2 separate regions of the Mus musculus genome follow, and region 1 is linked to region 2. The links are chromatin contacts, called in public promoter capture Hi-C maps. All regions are on one chromosome and are shown on one strand. Each heading gives the region's core, a stretch centred on a gene start, on an enhancer-like site or on the middle of the called end of the contact. The rest is flanking DNA. Distances are from core to core; before and after follow the strand shown. Region 1 has its middle 70 kb from the start of Oxsm. Region 2 holds the start of Slc4a7 (solute carrier family 4, sodium bicarbonate cotransporter, member 7).

Evidence for each region. Promoter capture Hi-C pulls out the DNA fragments that hold promoters and counts their contacts.
Region 1: a promoter capture Hi-C map of pre-B cells shows a contact between it and region 2, with 6 times the contacts expected there. The contact joins the enhancer-like site here to the promoter of Slc4a7 in region 2. A contact is called at or near these places in 4 of 39 promoter capture datasets (cranial neural crest, hippocampal neurons, pre-B cells and 1 more) and 1 of 115 datasets of contacts at active chromatin or transcription factors (double positive thymocytes).

What each region holds. Positions count from the first base shown.
Region 1 is chr14:16,169,845-16,176,052 of GRCm38.p6, forward strand. It overlaps the pseudogene Gm8517. Among named protein-coding and RNA genes, the nearest start is that of Oxsm, 70 kb to the right of the region's middle. Within about 2 kb of position 4,562, at least 65 of the 459 cell types and tissues checked have an H3K27ac peak or open chromatin away from gene starts, as enhancers often do. A contact at or near this core is called in double positive thymocytes and pre-B cells, where this site is marked.
Region 2 is chr14:14,701,332-14,706,699 of GRCm38.p6, forward strand. Slc4a7 (solute carrier family 4, sodium bicarbonate cotransporter, member 7) reads left to right here and starts at 1,694. Exons shown (of 26, transcript NM_001360504.1): 1 at 1,694-1,949. The coding sequence starts at 1,902.

The sequences.
Region 1 (6,208 bases), core at 3,312-5,811, 1.5 Mb after region 2:
AGAGAGGAGGAGGAGGAGGAGAAAAAGCAGAGGAAGAGGAAGAAAATGAAAAGGAGGAGGAGGAGGAGGAGAGGAATGACTATGTGGGGAAGGTTCCAGGGGGCACCATGGAATATCACCTGGAGCAGAAAGAGCCAGATGAATACTGGAAGGCAAGTACCTCCAGGATTCTGGCTGGAAGGTCGCCAGACTAGCTTAGAAGATAAGAATAGATTAATAACTGTTCAACTACTGTTCCTCAGAAGCTTGAATAAACAAATCTTATATCTCTTGTTCATTTGGAAACTAGCCTAGATAAATAAGAAACTGCTACTTATAAAATTGCATTAACAGGATAGAATATGAATCACTACACAAAAAAATTGGTAATATATCCACTAAGTCAAAATACAGCTTCAAACAAGAACATGAAGAAACTAACACATGGCCAGAGACTGTAATACATAGATCATGACCAAAATGTGATGAAGACCCAGTGTACCAAAGGTGATCCCCAACCAAGAGGAAATGTGAACCACCAAGTAGCAGAGGACAGTGAGTAGGCAGCTTACAGAGAACATAACAGGAAGGATGCTCACACACATAGTAAGTAGGAGACAGAAATCAAAACATCCACAAGAGACCATTTCATACACATCAATCTGCCAGAAACTAACAAGTCAGAAAATGCAGGTGTTTGTTAGAGAGCTGGAGAGAGAACTCTCAGGCTCACCTCGGGAAGGAGGGGAAGCAGTGACTTGAGAATAATTTGACATCTAGTAAAAGTAAAGATATCACCTCCTTTGTCAAGCAACTCCCATATATGAGCCTTGGAGTTCTTGTACGTATAAATGTGCTAGGAGAGCTAAGTGTGTTGGGAAAAGGAGGGACTATACTATGTTAAATTGCCTCTCTCTCTCTCTCTCTCTCTCTCTCTCTCTCTCTCTCTCTTCTCTCTCGTTACATCTTTATTTTTGGTGTTTGTTTGTTTGTTTGTTTGTAGAGAGGTTCTCAGTATGTAACACAGACTAGTTCAGGGAGGTATGGACCATGCAATTCTGCAGAGTGTGGAAATTATGCAAGCATGCTCCAATACCCTAAGTCTGCTGAAAAGTATACATGGGAAATATTTATTGAAATCTAATGTTTACCTGTGTTTGATGGTTTATAACTCTGATCCTGTCTGAGGTCAAGACAGGATGTTTATATGATCAAAACTAGCATGGCCAACATAGTGAAACTCCATTTTTATATTCTTTCAATATCATAACAAAGAAAAAAAGCTGTTGATGCGTTTTGGCTTTAGATAATTGCAAATATAAATGGAACATTTTCTAATCAGCATAATTTGTCAATATCTTTATATGGAAACTTCCAACCAACTTTTTAAGTTAATTTGTTGGTACTACAAACTGAGCTCAGGGTTGTATGCATATTGGACAAGTGTTCTACCCCTGAGCTACATTCTCATCCCTAAAATGTAGTAAGAGCTAAAAAACAAACAAACAAACAAACAAACAAACAAAAAAATTATACCAAGAGAGGAGTGTGGCCTTCTCCTCTCCTGTCATAGCTTGTACCTTATCCCTATTATCAGTGTACTCTAAAAAGGGGAGTCATCTGGCAATAATATCACTTTGCCAGCTGTGTTCAAAGCTCCCTTTAGACTGGATAATGTGAACTTTGTTCACACCAACTTGAGGGAAAAAAAAACAGATAGTCCTGTGCCATCAGGGAATTAGCAGGTCATCAGACCAGTGCTGAGTCTTGGGGTACTAACAAAGCTGTGGCTCAAATTCCAAGAGTTGGAAATGGTGAGACCTACCCCACTATTCTGGTCAGGGTGCCTTTGAAAATATGTGTCCTGGGGACTTAACATTTGCAACAACCAAAACCTCATTGGCACCACAGAGTGAACACAACACAAAAGTGATACGCCATCTCTTCTGCTCTGGCTGCCTCAGCTTTACCAGCTTTGGTGATGTCTAAAGGTCTTCCAATTAAGGGAGTTTCAGAACTGCCTTTGGTTGTTGAAGATAAGGTTGAAGGTTACAAGAAGACCAAGGAGGCTGCTAAAGAAACTTAAAGTTTGGGATGACATCAAAAATGTCTATTCCTCTCAGAGGACGAGAGGTGGCAAAAGCCAAGTGAGAAACCAACAGCAGACCCAGCAGTGGGGACCCTGTGTCCTATACAATGAAGATAATGGTTTCATCAAGGCCTTCAGAAACATCCTTGGTATTACTCTACTTAATGTAAGCAAAAACATTTTAAAATCTACTCCTGGTGGGCATGTGGGATGTCTCAGAATTTGGACTCAAAGTGCTTTCTGGAAGTTAGATGAGTAGTATGGCATTTGGCATAAGGCTGCTTTCCTCAAGAGTAACTGTAACCTTCCCATGCACAAGACGATGAACTCAGATCTTAGCAGAATCTTGAAAATCCCAGAGATTCAAAGAGCCCCCTGAGCACCACACAAGAAGATTCAGTGTAGAGTCTTGAAGAAGAATCCACTGAAGAACCACAAAGACTATGCACAGGAATACCATTCTTCCTAAGGCCAGAATCACAAACTTCAGGTGAAAAACTGGAAACAGCAGCCACTGCACAGGCAGCCAACTTGAAGAAGGTTGCAGCACAGGAGACTGCAGACAAGAAGTCGGCTGTAGGCAAGGAAGAAAGGAAGCCCAAGGATGTCAAGAAGATAAGAAGCCTGCAGGGGAAAAGGGTTGTGGCTACCAAGAAAACCAGCAGAAAAGAAACCTACCACAGAAGGAAAAAAGCCGGCTGCATAAACGATTAAAATTTGTTTCATTCCAGAGAGCCAATAGAGACAGTCTATTTGAATAAAAACATAACCAAAGGGGAAAAAACTAGCCCACACAAAAACACATAAAAAGAAAGCTATCTTGCTAAAATTCAATTGATTGAAAGAAAATAGAAAATCTAAAATAGCAATAAAAAATGTCAGAACTTCAGTACAACTGTCGCTTTTAAATGAAAGCAAATATTTTATAATAAATTGATAGATTATATTCTGTTTTTTAAAATGTGTGTGATGAATGTGAATTCAAGCATCAAATGGGGTACACTGAGGCACAGAATGGAAAACTGATTTCTTGGAACCTCACTAAGTGTATGAAGCCATCTACAAAAAGTGACAAATGCCATTACATAGTCTCGAGGTCTCATTTTATATACCTCCATTAAGGAACCCCTTTGTGATTTCACATATGTGACAGTGTCTGTGGGGCCACATAAGGATCCCATATTTGAGGCTGTGTCTGTCTTAGCCCTAAATCCAAGATGTACCAGCCAGGACACAGTCAGTAACTCTTCAATCTTCATATTGTAAGAAACATTTAATATTAGACTGTCCTGACAAACACTACAAAACTTTTGTTTACAACAAGGAATTCCAATCTCTTTACTTTCCCCATCTGGTAAAACCTTTATGCAAATGTTTTCATCCTTTCCAGGGTAAGCCTGATTTTACACAAATGCCCTGCTTGGCATCATCATATCTTAATGGTTCACTGCTCTGCTCATCTTCATTGTTTGCTCCAATTGTTTTGAAATTATCTACCCTCAAAAGACCATGAGGTCAAATCTCAGCCAATGGGGAAAAGACACAGTCAGCGGCTAGTTAAACACAAACTAATTGCACTTCCTGTGCAGGTGTGCTTGCTCACCCACAAACCGAGTTCACTTCCTGGGCAGGTGTGCTTGCTCAACCATCATTGTGAATAACACACCCTTCTGACAGGAAATAAACTTCTTTGTTGAGACACTTTAACCTGATTGTAATCTCTTTCTTTGCAACTTCAAACTTATTTCTAACAGCATCTTTCCTTGCCTCGTCCTAAATCAGTCTTGACTTGCTTAGGGAAGCCCTATTGCTGTTATGTAAGAGTACTAAACATTGTCTTATTGCCTTAAGCCACTGTGATTTCCAATGTTCTCTACTTGCCCCCTAAAGGTCAATGCTTGATCCAGGATCCACAGACTCACAGGCATGCAACATCAGTGAGTATTTTCTACCTTGACTTTCCCAACCACCAAGGCTCATCTGTTTAGTCCCTTTATGATGAGTCTGGCTATTTTACCCTAGTCTTGACCCTCATGGGATCTTTTCCAGGACTTCAAATGAATCCCTGAATGCTAGGCCTTCCATTTTTCCTCAGCCTAGCCTTGTTTCAGATATACCTCATTCTACCTCTGACCTTCTGATGTGCCTCCTTTGGTCCTTTCCAGGCTACCACTCAGTAGCAAGTAGCAAGGCTGTGGTCAATTATATCACATGTGGTTCCTGATAGACATCAAAAACTTCCATACCCACAAACCAGGCCTGGCTTGTCCAGCCTCTGCCCTATGCCCAAGCCTCAACCCTAGCTTCCAAATCTGCTATTTAATTTGCCCTTCTGCCCTGTTAAAGCCCTGCCAAGAAAATTTAATAACTGTAATTGCTTGCTGTAGTCATAATTAATCTGGAAAATGTGGAAGTGGTCTGTGTTACAGGTAGGAGTGCTTTACACAGGGATCTAGAGACATTCACACATGTAGCAAAACCAGAGGAAATTTGGCTACCAGCACTTTCACAGAGAACTTGCCTCAATCAGGATGTGGCTGATCCTCTAGGACTCTCTAAAAGCATCTTTGGAAACTCTACCTCTTTCTAACCAAGTGTTCCTACTGAAAACTCTCTACTAGGACCTAGGCAGGGAAGTATTCTTAAAAGGGCATTTCCCAAATTCTCCTCTGCCACAGGAACTTGAAGGAGGGGAAAATGGTCTGAATACAGACACAAGTGGTTAACCAAAATGATATATTCTACATTTTGCTTCCAGTGAGGCCCCTACAAGTAGACTCTCCTAGTTGGAGCCTGATCCTATATCCTCAGTCTGACTAAGGCATTGATTCAAACCAGATAAACCTTTTAGGACCAGAATGGTACTTGCCATATGACCCAAGTTTTCTGCTTTCTGGAGTCTCTGAGGAACAAAGATTTTTCTAGGACTGAGACAGACAAACCCAAGACACCAGAGGGCTTCATTCCTGGGACCTTAGATGTTCAGGCCACAGATGTTTCCTCAAGGTAGGCATTTCCTCAGGATAACTGTGGAGCTGACACTGGTTCTTCAGATCTCAGCTTCCATTTCTCTACAAGCTCACATACACAGAAGCCTGAAGGCCAAGCCATAGATGTCCCCATACCACAGGTTTCCCAGCCAACCAAATTGGCCATTGTCATTTAAATATCTCTAACCAGAAGTCCCAACATGAAGTATACTAAAAAGCTTCCCAATTCTGGGCTCCCTGTCATAGATGTATGTGAATGCTTTTCTTAACTTGAGTTCATTAGATAATGGGATTAGCATAGCACAAAAAAATACTTGTTTTTGCACAAAACCATTACATCTGCAGAATAGTATAAGTCCTCCTAGATGCATTCAAAAGCAACCCCACATAGTTAAAACGTATCTTTCTAAATCCCATATTCTCCAAACTACATTGTCTGTCCTGTCAATTGTACATCCAGGCATCATGCTCCTGAAACAATTGTTCTCTATATGTACATTAGAGATATTCTTTCCATTTACAATGTCCCGTGAAGGGTAGAAGACATAGTTCAGTGGTAGAGTGCTTGTCCAAAATGTGTAAAATCTGAGTTTGACTCCCACAACTGCAAAGAAAGAAAAGGAAATGAAAAAAGGAGAAAGAAAAAGAGAAGGGAGGAGAGGGAAATGGAGAGGATCCCCTTAAAATTATGTCAGTTTCTTGAGACACTGTCAAATGCAACAAAACGCACTGTAGTTCACAGGACTAATGTCATTCTGTGCTCCTATATGGTTGTGTATGTGTGTGTGTGTGTTTGTGTGTGTTCTTCTGAAAAGCACTGAGGATAATAGTTATTTACCTTAATAATGTCCCTAGCCCCATGGTCACAGACATACAATGACCCAATGACATTAGAAATGATCAAGAGAAAACTTTCAGGTAGAATTTAGAATCAAATAAATTGTTAAAATGTTGCCTCATAAATTAGAATGTTTCTAGTTTTCCCCAATTGGGAATGCACACTCCATACTATACTGAGTTGTATAAAATAGAGATTTTTGGATAATAACAAAAAAAATTAATCAAAAGCAGGATAAACACTAAGCAGAGAATTGTTGCTGAAAAGGGTCTAGCCTCCAGTTATTGTGAGCTATTACCCATCCTCAGACCC
Region 2 (5,368 bases), core at 444-2,943:
GGAGTCAGTGCTCTTAACCACTGAGCCATCTCTCCAGCCCTTCACTTCTCTTTCTTTACTGACATCTTTTAAAATTATAGTGAGGTATTAGAATGGTACAAAAGAAATCTACATAGTAGAACCCCGAGTTACTTATTTCTACAAGTCTCCACTTCTTTTATCTGTAAAATGGGAACATAACACTATCCTACTCTATTTGGTGTGGTTATATAGAATGATATAATCTGAGTAATTTATAAAGAAAAAAAAATTCTCACAGCTCTGAAGATGGTGGGAGGACTGCATTTCATGAGAGAGACTTCTTCCTGTCTACCCGAATCTGAGAGCAGAAGGTCTGATGGACATTTGTGAGAGAGCAAGGGACACCTTTGCAGTTCCAGACCCATGGTTTATAATGTGCTCATGAACTCCTAAAGGCCTTGTGTCCTAAATACCCAACACCATTGCATTGGGGATTAAGTTTCCAATACAGTTTTTTAGGGGACACAGTCAAATCACACACAAATATACTTTATAGTATTGTGTGGATTAAAGAGGGGCCATATTTGCAAAATGTCACTGTCTGTAATTCTAGATCTTTTCAAATGGTAGCTGTTATTAATGGAAGCACACCTGTTCTTGGACAGTCGTGTGTGAGCCTGCCCTGTACCTCTCTGGGAAATTTAGAACAAAGCCAGGAGGGGTCTGGGACCCAAAGCAGTACCCAGTACACTTTGCTATTTATTGATAATGGGTTAGGGATGAGTCTTGACCTGATGATAAGTATTTCCTTTCATAATCGAATTTAGATTTTCTCAGCTCAACCTTTTATTGTCTTTTTTTTTTTTTTTTTCTTGAGACAGGGTTTCTCTGTGTAGCCCTGGCTGTTCTGGAACTCACTCTGTAGACCAGGCTAGCCTAGAACTCAGAAATCCTCCTGCCTCTGCCTCCCAAGTGCTGGGATTAAAGGCGTGCGGCACCACTGCCCGGCTCTTTTATTGTCTTTATCAACAACCTGTTAACAATAGTGATAAGCACACCACAAGTGACACACCTTCACAGAGGGACAGAAATGTATTTAATCCTTCAATGTCCATTTGTGATGGAGACCATCACCTCCACACCCAGGTAGATAGTAGACAAGCACCCTACCTATAGGGTCGACCCAAGAGTGGGACAGGTTGTGGAACTAGGCCAGTGCAGGGAGTGCACTAGGCAAGTTGCTAAATGTATCCCCTCTTTTACAGGGTCCACGATAGAGTTACCTCTAGGAGAGAAACTTGCAGAGGCAGAGAATGAATCTGGCGTCGTCCTGTTTCTCTCCTGCTTGTAAAACACGTGGTGAGGAGCTGAATGGGGTGATGACCCCATTCCACTTCGAAAGTCTGTAGAACTTCCGATTCGAAAAACCGAGTTCCACTCTCAGCCTCGGTCAATTAAGTCTTTACAAAGAGGGGCGGGGCCTCCGGGAAACTGACCTGGGGGGCGGGGGAGGCGACAGACCCTTCCGAGCTGCTGATTGGCTGATACGAATGTCTGTCTTCTTTTGTCTCCGCCCTACCTCCAAGCCCCTTAGCCACTGGAGGCGGTCGCTCGACGCCGGACCTGGTGCCTAACAGGCAGGGGGCGTGCTCCGGGGGGGGCGTGCCGGAGCGCGCCCCGCCCCCGCCCCCGCCCCCGCCCCCCAGCCCCGCCCCCCGCCCCGCCCCCGCCCGGGCGCCGCTGCCTCCTCCGCGCCGCGTCCTCTGCCCGTCTCAGTCCTCGCGGCACGCCGTTGCCTCTCTCTCCCGGAGAACGTCCCGCGCTCGCAGCGGTCGCCGCACTCCGGGGCCAGCTCTCGGCGGCCAGCGCTCCGCACAGGGTCTCCCTCCGCGTGCCCGTCTCTGCTGCGGTCGCGGCCTCTCAGAGCTCCGGGGCGGGCCATGGAGGCAGACGGGGCCGGCGAGCAGATGAGACCGCTACTCACGCGGGTAAGGAGCGGGGAGGCCGAGGCCCGCAGACAAAGGCGGCGTCGCGGCGGGGCTGCCGGCGGCCTATGCTGGCGGCCGCGCGCCGCCGTCGCCTTTGTGTGGCGGGGGTCGCAGGGGACGGCCGGCTTCGAGCCCTCGGGGACGCCTCTCCCGAGGACGCGTGTCCGCCGCCGCAGTGCCCGGCTCTCAGACGCGCGGCTCCGGGAGCCGTGTTCTCCCGCCGCGTGGACGCTGCCGTCCTTCAGCCCAGGCTGCTGTTCCTGCCGCCGCCGCCGCCTTCAGCCTGTGGCCGGAGTCGGGACCGGCCGTCGGGGCCGGCGCTCTGTGGCGTGTTGGGTCGCAGGCCCAGGAGAAGCACCGTGAGTGCAGTGTCCTCCTCCGGGCTCCATAGAAAGAGAATGGACCGAGAGAGACCCCAGTGCTCTGCGCCGCGCGTCCCCAGTCCAGCCGATCCCGCTTTCCCAGTGCAAGCAGCCTGAGTAAGGGCGGACTTGGGACGCGCAGAAACTGGGCTCTCATTTAAACGGGGGAGGGGGCGGGGGGCACACAAGTGGCCCGTTCTCTAGAAACAGGAACGTGTATGTGCCCTACAGAAGAAACTGCTTTCTCCTTTCAGAGTCTCTGACTCAAAGGATGTGGTGGTACTAATTTTCCTACTTCCAATTTTTACTCTGACCAGTGAAATGGGAGGGAAGGTTGCAGGGATGAATTTTCCAGTCTTTTCAAAACAAGGAAAAGGACATTTTGCCGGTTTTTTTTTTTTTTTTTTTTTTTTTTTGGTAGAATTTTCCTTAAGGCTCCCTCCTCTCGTTACTTTAAAAGTTATTGTGGAGGCCGTGGGCGGTGATCATTCATTACTTCACAGTATTCAAATATAAACTCTTTAAATATAAAGGAAAACTTCGGTCTTAAGACTGTGAAGTTCTGTAGTGGTTATGGGTTTGATGGGTCACAGTGATGAAGTACTGGAAACTCCTTAGGATTCTTTTTATGGCCTTTGAATGAACCTTCAGGACCTTCTCCAAGACTATCTGTCAAATACACTGTTGCTTGTTCTTAACCTTATTTGCACATTTTCAGCTGAACAGTAAACAGTATCAGTTTTCATAAACCTGGGTAAAAATGTTGTATTCTCTATCACAGTCTATTTAGGCAGAAGTCGTCATACACAGTAAGGCTATTGCCATTCATCCGTCCATCCATCCATTCATCCATCCATCCATCCATCCATCCATGCATGCATTCTGTGCAGTAGCTTATTGAGAACTTATTCTGTAGTGTCCAGAGTAGAAGCACTTTTTTCCGATAGAAGCTTCATTCAGAGGGGTGTGGGTGTGTGTCTACAATAAGGGACAGGATAGGGGACAAACAGATGGCAAGGAACTCAGTTCTGGTATTAGTACCATGATAGGAGAGTATTTTGGAAGGTCATACACCCTAAGTCTTTGGGAGAATAAAACTTGGCAATAATAAACTTACAGAAAGTAATAATAGAAATAAGGGGCTGGAGAAACGGCTCTGTTGTTAAGATCATTGGCTGCTCTTTCATAGGACCCAGGTTCATTTCCCAGCACCCACTTGGCAGCTTACAACTGTTTGTACTTCCTCTTCCAGGGGAGATACACCTTCATACAGACATACATGCAAGCAAAACAGCAATACAAAATAAATTATAATACAGAAATAAAATTGCTTCTAGTCTGGAAGCAGCAGTGACAATAGGTTAAAATAGTGGAGAGCGTTCTGCTTTTTGGAAGGTGGAAACATGCTCACTTTACTTTGGTAAGTGAAAACATAAAAATGAGATACTGTGATGTTTGTCAATTATAACTAACTTACTTTCTTTCTTTCTTTCTTTCTTTCTTTCTTTCTAGACAGGAACCCACATCGTCCCCAAGCAGGCCTCAACCTTGCTACAATCCTTCTGTTTTAGCCACACTAGTGCTTGCATTATAGGCATGAGCCACTATGTCTAGCGCTCAGTTGCAACTTTTACTTCACAATAGACTGGCCTAGCCAAAAGAGTTGACTAAAATTCATATTTATATACCACCTTAAGTTTATAATTATGCAAAAATATTTGAGTAGCCGTTATGTTGGAGGCCACTTATATTACTTTGTAGATGGAGCCCATCTCTCATAATTTAGTATTATGATTTCTCACTGACCATAGCATTGGAAGGAAAACTTTACCTCACATTATCTTTTGTTTTGAGGGATTGAACTGGGTGAGGGGGAGGCTTATCTATGCTAGGCTTGGCTGCAACATTTGTTTTGCATTAATAAAAATGTCACCATTGTAGGTTTGATTTGGAATTTATCAAAATCTTATTTTTTTAATGTTGGATAAGTAGTTGTTAGTCATGTTTTCTAGTGTAGGTTGTAGCATATAGTACCAATTCTCTAGTTTTAGCAAAGAAGCTTTCTTTTGAGCATTTTGAGAATGTCCCATGAAAAGGTTGCTTCTCTGATTTCTTTCATTTTATAGGCTTTCTCTTTCTCTCTTTCTCTCTTTCTCTCTTTCTCTCTTTCTCTCTTTCTCTCTTTCTCTCTCTCTCTCTCTCTCTCTCTCTCTCTCTTAAGGGAAGATTTCCCTGTGTGTTTGAGGCTGATTTTGAATTCACTACATAACACAGACTGGCATCAAAGTTGCATCAACTTCTTGCTACCACTTCAAATGCTGGAATTATAGGCATGTTTCACTTTACCCAGCTTCACCTTATAGATACTAAGTATCTCATGAATACTGGGTACTGGAAAATAGTCATACCAGGTAGATGGAGCCCTGCTTTCAGAGGGTTTATTTCAGCATGTTGGGTGAACATTTGCATTCAATTTGTGAATGCCAGTTAAAATATTTCATGATTCTGTTAAAAAAATATTTCTTTGGAAAAAAAAAGTAGGTATTTGGCTAGAAGGAATAAGATTCAAATAATCTAGTTTTTGTGAGTCTGTAAATATCCTCTTTTGGGGAACTGTGAGTTGCTTTCATTACTGACAGCTTTTACATATATGGCATCCCAGGCATATTACCAGAATTTCTGTTTCCTTTTTGGCTTATTCTTGGTAATTTGAGGCTATATGCCATGGATTTGTAACAGTTAAGGGCGAGGCAGTATGCCTGTCACTTGTTCATGTAAACCTAGTCTTAGATTGGAGGACAGTTGTGTCTGATAGTGAGACTAGACTATGACTGATTTAATAACATAGGTTTTCTTTTGACCAGGCATGCTCTTATACTAAACTCTCATTAGTTGAATAGGTTAAATTGAAAGCCAGAGTACTACCCTGTCACTGGAGGAACCTAGTATAACATTTTAGTGGCATTTGGTGTGCTAGCCAATATATATTAAAACTTTGGTAGCTACTTGTCAACATCCTGTATTGGGTTGTTTTTCTTCCTCTTTCTCTCTTACTCT